Regions from separate parts of the Mus musculus genome. Here region 1 is linked to region 2. A link is a contact called in public Hi-C data. All regions are on one chromosome and are shown on one strand. The core of a region is the stretch at or near the end of the contact, and the rest is flanking DNA. Distances in the headings are between cores, read along the strand shown. Region 1 holds the start of Arhgef10l (Rho guanine nucleotide exchange factor (GEF) 10-like). Region 2 overlaps Arhgef10l (Rho guanine nucleotide exchange factor (GEF) 10-like).

Region 1 (2,951 bases), core at 334-2,833, 130 kb before region 2:
CTTGGAGAGGCTTTCTGTGTGTGGAATGTGTGGATCCCAGTAACCCAGAAAATAAGCATCATCACCATCATCACCACTATCACCATCATCATCATCACCATCATCACCACTATCACCATCATCACCACTATCACCATCATCATCACCACCACCATCATCATCACCATCATCACCACTATCACCATCATCATCATCACCATCATCATCACCACCATCACCACTATCAGCATCATCACCACTATCACCATCATCACCATCATCACCACTACCACTATCATCACCAACATCAGAGTCACCATTGTCAGGTTTTCTTCCTAACAGGCCAGTGTAACTCCCTGGGGCTACTGGGAACTGCAGTCTCTGTCAGGACTCAGCTAGGCTTCGGTGTCTACAGAACCCCTGGAAAGAGAGGAGGAGGATCAAATGCATGTTTTTCTGTTCGCTTTGCGTTTTAGTGACAGCGTCTCCACAAGTGGAACTTACCATGCAGCCTAGGGCTGGCTTCTGACTCCCAGAGATCTTCCTGCCTCAGTATCCCCAAGGCTGCGATGATAAGTGATCACATTCAGATACATGTATATTTATTTTAGGCAAGCAAGGGCAGGCCAGATGTAGCCCTAGGATTGCAGTTGCCTGTCCCTGATCTAACACCTCAGGCTCTGGAGTCTCGGTGGAGGGCACAGAACTGCTTTGGTCTTTTACTATGAGCTCAGTCATGCTCACCGCCATGGATCTGCATGGATTTGGTGCGAGAGGGTGGGGCTACCTTTGTGTCTCCAGCTGGGCTTTCCTGGGGCTCAAGGAGTAGGCGGAGCAACTGTGATCAATGGACTTTCCTGATGTTCAGATGCCTGTGTTCTTGACGAGCAAGCGAGATGTTGGTCAAATCTGTGCTCATCCACACCGACAGCGAGGAAGATGACTTTGGCAAAGCCATTCCCCTATCCTGCATCACCAAAGACACACTCTGTGACCTGAGCTGCTGTCCCTAGGAGCCAGAAGCCCGTGGTGGTGACCCTGTTCCTAGTGCTATCATTCAGAGGCTATTATTATTACTATTATTATGCCTGCAGTTTAACAAGCAGATAACTGAGACTCAGAGAGACCAGACCGCTTGTCTGAGGCCACACAGCTGTCACTTAGCTGTCCTGGAGAAGATCTTTCCTCCTGGCCCTTCCCATCTTACCTGGTTAAAGGATCTAGATCATATAGGGCCCCACCCATCCCGGAGTCCTGTCTTGAGCCCCATCCTACCAGGGGACAGCAGATCCCCTGGGCTCAGCACTCCTTGAAAACCCATCTTTGTTTTTTTTTTTTTTTTTTTTTTTTCTCCTTTCTACCCTGGCTAACTCCCTGGGCCTCCCGGGCTGGGCTGAGGGATATATGCCCAGCCAGGTTGGGACTGACTCAGCCTAACCCTTCCTGGTGGTAGAGGCCAGGGCCCCCTCCAGTCCTCCAGTCTTCCGCCTTCACCCTCTGCCCGCCTCCGTGTCCAATGCACCGGCCCAGCAGGTCTGGCGGGTTAATGACTCATACAGCTGGGTTGTCAGCAAGCCCAGCCAAGCCTGGCTCAGGAGCCCGAGTGTGTCAGACCTGAGGCTCCTGCTCAGTCCACCAGCAGCTTCCCCACCAGATGCTTGCCCGCTGGTGGCGCCTGCCCCGGTCACTGGCATCTTCTCCCCTGAGGACCACAGTTGGACTGTGCGCAATCCAGGTCGGTCAGTCTCTCCCAGTTAAGCCCTCTTCGTTCTTTGCAGAGTTGGAAGAGGTTCTTTGAATGTGATGGAGGTAGTGAGGGTCTCCTGCGTTGACACCTTTGGGCTCTGGGGTTCCCGGCTCTCCCTGAGATGACAAGGAGGCTTGGGGGCTAACGAGGACGATGTGGGAGGAGGGACATGGAAGGATCCAGGAGCACAGGTGTGTGGTGGGAGTTCCCTACCCTATTTTTAGGCTTACGGAGGTTGAGAAGGCTTTCTGTGGCTTCAGAATATCGTTATAGTTGGAAAATTGAGGCTCCGAACCCCCGGAGAATGCTGAGGTGGCACAGTGGCTGGACACTAGTGATCCACTCTCGGTCTTCCTTGCTGCTCCATGGCTGCCTGCTTGTTTCTCCCGTGTTCATACCCTGGTGGCCTCCTCTGCCAGTCCTGTCCCTTCCCATCCCTGCCTTTCCCATCTAAAGGGAGGGACTACAGTTTATACAGCTTCCTTGGCAGAGATTGTACCCGTTTGTGGTTGGGTGGCATTTTAAAGGTCACTAGGCAGCCTTGCCCTGCGTCTCTGACAGGTTGCTTTTTAGCCATAGCTTGACTGCCTCTGGTGATGGACGGCTCACTGGTTTCAAAGGATCTATTTCATTGTTTGGTCAACATCTGGCCAATGATAACATAATGAACTCAACTGGGTCCCCGTTTCATGCTTTCATTTGGCTAGCACAGTGCAGTGCCTGTGTGACGAGCTTAATCTTTCAGTAACCCCAATGAGTCCGTGCTATTCTGATCACAGGCCTAGAGGGGCGAAGTAGCCCCTCTCATGGATGGAGAAAAGGGGAGCTGGGGTTTAAGGAGGAGGCAGGGTGGGCGTGGCAGAGGACAAGAGGAGCCTCGATCCTAAGTCAGCTTCTTCTTTCCCATTATTACCATGTCCCCCGCCTCCTCTTGCTTTCTGTGGAGGGACTCTGGTGATCAATGAGGCAGCGTCTCACCAAGGTACTTGACAGTTTACAAAGTTATCTATGTTACTGGCCCCCTAGGGCACTCACAACAGCCTGGCTAACTGGACAGGGCGGGAACAACCACCCCCGTGGTGGTGACTGACCCTGTAGTTATGGGACCAAGGCCTATCGAGGTCAGGCATCCTGCCTGAGGCCACATGGCTATGAGACAGCAAGGATTCAAGGGTCTCTCCTTTCCCTGGGAGAAGACCTCCTCATCTCTACAGGTTTTGGTCTG
Region 2 (3,069 bases), core at 108-2,607:
AATTGAACTGACAGTATGTTAGTTATAAGTCAGGGCTAATGACAGTATCTGCCGTGCAGGCTTGTGGGAGTTAAAGAATTCGTTCATGGGCAGAGCGACAGGCACAGACTCGGAGGGGACTCAGTGTTGACCAGTGGCACTTTTTACTGGTGCCCCATGCTGTGTTGGGTCAGCATATACACGCCCTTGGCTCCTTACAGCATTCTGGGGCGGGGTGTGCATGGTCGTCATACCCATTTTAGAGACGAGGAAACAGAGGCTCAAAGAGGTCAAGTCCCTGTGCAAATGGACATGGAAGTTCAGAGCCACAGACTGCTCTGGCCTGGGTAGCTTGCTCTGTATATGTTTACATTCTGAGCTGGAAAGAGTGGTATTGTGTATTGCGGAGGGGGTTCCCAAGTTTTTGTTTTTTTTGTTTTTTTGTTTTTTTGTTTTTCAAGACAGGGTTTCTCTGTGTAGCCTGGCTGTCCTGGAACTCACTCTGTAGACCATGCTGGCCTTGAACTCAGAAATCCACCTGCCTCTGCCTCCTGAGTGCTGGGATTAAAGGTATGCGCCACCACGCCTGGCTCAGTTTTTTTTTTTTAAAGAATTATTTATTTTATGTATGTGAGTACACTGAGGCTGTCTTCAGACACACCAGAAGAGGACATCAGATCCCATTACAGATGGTTGTGTTTGCTGGGAATTGAACTCAGGACCTCTGGAAGAGCAGTCAGTGCTCTTAACCACTGAGCCATCTCTCCAGGCCCCCAGTTTTTAATTTATTAGCTAGGCTGGGATTATAGAAGCAACATTCAGGGGGAGCCTAGAGTTGGAGGACATGCTGAACACATGTGGCCAGAGGACAAGGCGAGGAGTTTGGTGGCTTCCCCGTATAACCTGGTCTCCTACATCTCTGGGGACAGCCGTTCTCACACTTGCCACACGGCAGCGGGCACGGCAGCGGGACAGAGGAGGGCATGCCTGTGGCGAGTGCTTTGTTTTCCTCCTGGGGACCTACAGGAGGATGAGGGGGTTCGGGGCACCCAGCAGCTAATTCTCTCTTTTCTCCTTGGCCCCAGTTACTGTGCCCATTGCTCTAAGGCAGCATTTCTCAACTGTGGGTCACCACCCCTTTGGGGAGTCAAATGACCCTTTTGCAGGGGTCACATACCAGATGTCCTGCATATCTACAATATGACTCATAACAGTAACAAAATTACAGTTATGGAGTAGCAGGGAAGATGGTTTTGTGGCTGGGAAGGTCATTTCAGCATGAGGAACTTTATTAAAGAGGTGCAGCATTAGGAAGGCTGAGTCATAGGGCGTCTTATCCCTGCCCTCCAGGCCTTTCTCTGGGTCTCAGCTCCCCTTAAACCTCCTTCCTGCCCAGCACTCTGACAACCTAGAGCAGCCACTGGGGCGTGGCACGACTTGGGATGAAGGCCCTGTCCAGCCGCTGTGTTTACCAGGCAGTGGTTCTCAGTGAGCTGGGTGTGGTTGGGGTGGGGTGGGGGAGGGACTCTTGGTCTCTAGCATCAGCAATGGGGGCTGCACGCTCTCAGGGCCTCTCCCCTCCCCTCCAGCCCCCCTGTATCTGGTAGCATCTGTGGAGGGAAAAGGTCTCGGGTTTGAAGGAAATCGTCACGCTTTTCAGATGAGTTGTGGTCTTGGCAAAGTCCCTCCCCATCCAGATGGGGACACTAAGACTCTGAGAAGCTTAGGCAGGCGTGTCCTTAGAATCAAGGCCATGCTGGTCACAAGTCCCAGGACTCTGCGATCCTTTGCCTCCTGGCAGGTACTAACGTGGACGTTGCCTCTCCCAGAAGCTCCTGTGTCTGTCCTCCACGTCTAATTTTTTCCCTCAGTGCTTGGCATATCAGCTCATAGCGATTGGCTGTTGTTGTCTCTACCCAGTGCAGTTCCCCAGAGGGCAGAGCCTACACCTGCCCCTGCCTGTTCTCAGCACCAAGTGGGAAGAAGAGACATGCAGGGTGGTCCCGGAGCAATGCGGGGGGAGGGGGGGGACGGATAATGTCAGGCACCCCAGTGAAGTGAGGGTGAAAGACCATGGGGAAGGGTGTATGGGGCCAGCCACTGACCTGTGCCCTTCTTTCCCATAGGTGACATTCCCTGGGACCTGGAGAGCCCTCCCATGTGCATAACTGTGGGCCCAGGGCCGATTCGAACACTGCTGAGCCTGGAAGATGCTGCATGGGCCAGCTGCGGGCCGAGGGTCACTGTACTAGATGCCGCCACTTTGCAAACTCAGGTACCCATACCCAGGCCTCGTCTGTCACTGCTGGGTGGAGACACACCCATCTGTGACCTCTGCCCTTTAAACAGAGGTGTTGAGGCCCCTGGGTCCTGTCTCGTCCAGTTGTAGGCAAAGCTGTGTTGTCTCTGCTGGGATGAGGGCCTGGCTTCACGGGCCCACTAAGCTCATCGGCCCCACCTTGCTACATCCTATGTTCCATCCTTAGTGGCTGGTATGAGCTTCGGTGGCTTCCCAAATGGTATTTTGGTGACATTTGCCATTGTTGATTCGTTTAGGTTATTGATTGATCAGATATGGCGCCAGAGCCAGAGGGGAGCCTGGAAAGGTCCCCAGACAGGCAGGCTCCTCTGGCATGCCCCCACGTGCAGGGTTGTTTTCTCGTCTCCGTTAGGTTCTCCTCCTTGGGCACCTCTAATCTGATGATTGATAGCTCAGGCGCTAGGCAGAGCTTGGTGCTGTTCGCTTGTAGGTAGTCAGGGAAGGGGCCTGGAGGACTCAAACCTCACTGGAAAAGGGGGAAACTGAGGTGGGGGGTACTGTGGATGATGATGGTGATGATGGTGGTAGTGGTGGTGATGATGATGGTGGTGGTGTGTGTGTATGTGTGTGTGTGTGTGTGTGTGTGTGTGTGTGTGTGTGTGTGTGTGTGTGCACGCGTGCACTAGAAGTCCTGGAAGATGTGACCTGCATTCTTCTTATTGTATGTCTCTACTTTTCCTGAAGGCTAGAGGTGAGTGAAGCCACATGAGTTTGTGGCTAGTCCTTGTTAGCCAATGAGCGCCTTCAGGCTGACCCCATGGGAATACTGG

What was found. A called contact is a pair of places that touch in the nucleus more often than the background predicts.
Region 1: a contact with region 2 is called in a Hi-C map of bone marrow-derived macrophages, with 43 read pairs. The contact joins the promoter of Arhgef10l here to the enhancer-like site in region 2. A contact is called at or near these places in 1 of 15 datasets of contacts at CTCF or cohesin (embryonic stem cells), 7 of 484 Hi-C or Micro-C datasets (bone marrow-derived macrophages, embryonic stem cells, muscle stem cells and 1 more), 2 of 115 datasets of contacts at active chromatin or transcription factors (both in embryonic stem cells) and 4 of 9 other capture datasets (adipose tissue, liver, macrophages and 1 more).

Annotation. Positions count from the first base shown.
Region 1 is chr4:140,664,519-140,667,469 of GRCm38.p6, reverse strand. It overlaps Arhgef10l (Rho guanine nucleotide exchange factor (GEF) 10-like), which reads left to right and starts at 1,583. Exons shown (of 29, transcript NM_001290803.1): 1 at 1,583-1,714.
Region 2 is chr4:140,535,954-140,539,022 of GRCm38.p6, reverse strand. It overlaps Arhgef10l (Rho guanine nucleotide exchange factor (GEF) 10-like), which reads left to right. Exons shown (of 29, transcript NM_001290803.1): 26 at 2,106-2,254. Among named protein-coding and RNA genes, the nearest start is that of Gm42335, 68 kb to the left of the region's middle. Within about 2 kb of position 1,357, at least 48 of the 459 cell types and tissues checked have an H3K27ac peak or open chromatin away from gene starts, as enhancers often do. A contact at or near this core is called in bone marrow-derived macrophages and muscle stem cells, where this site is marked.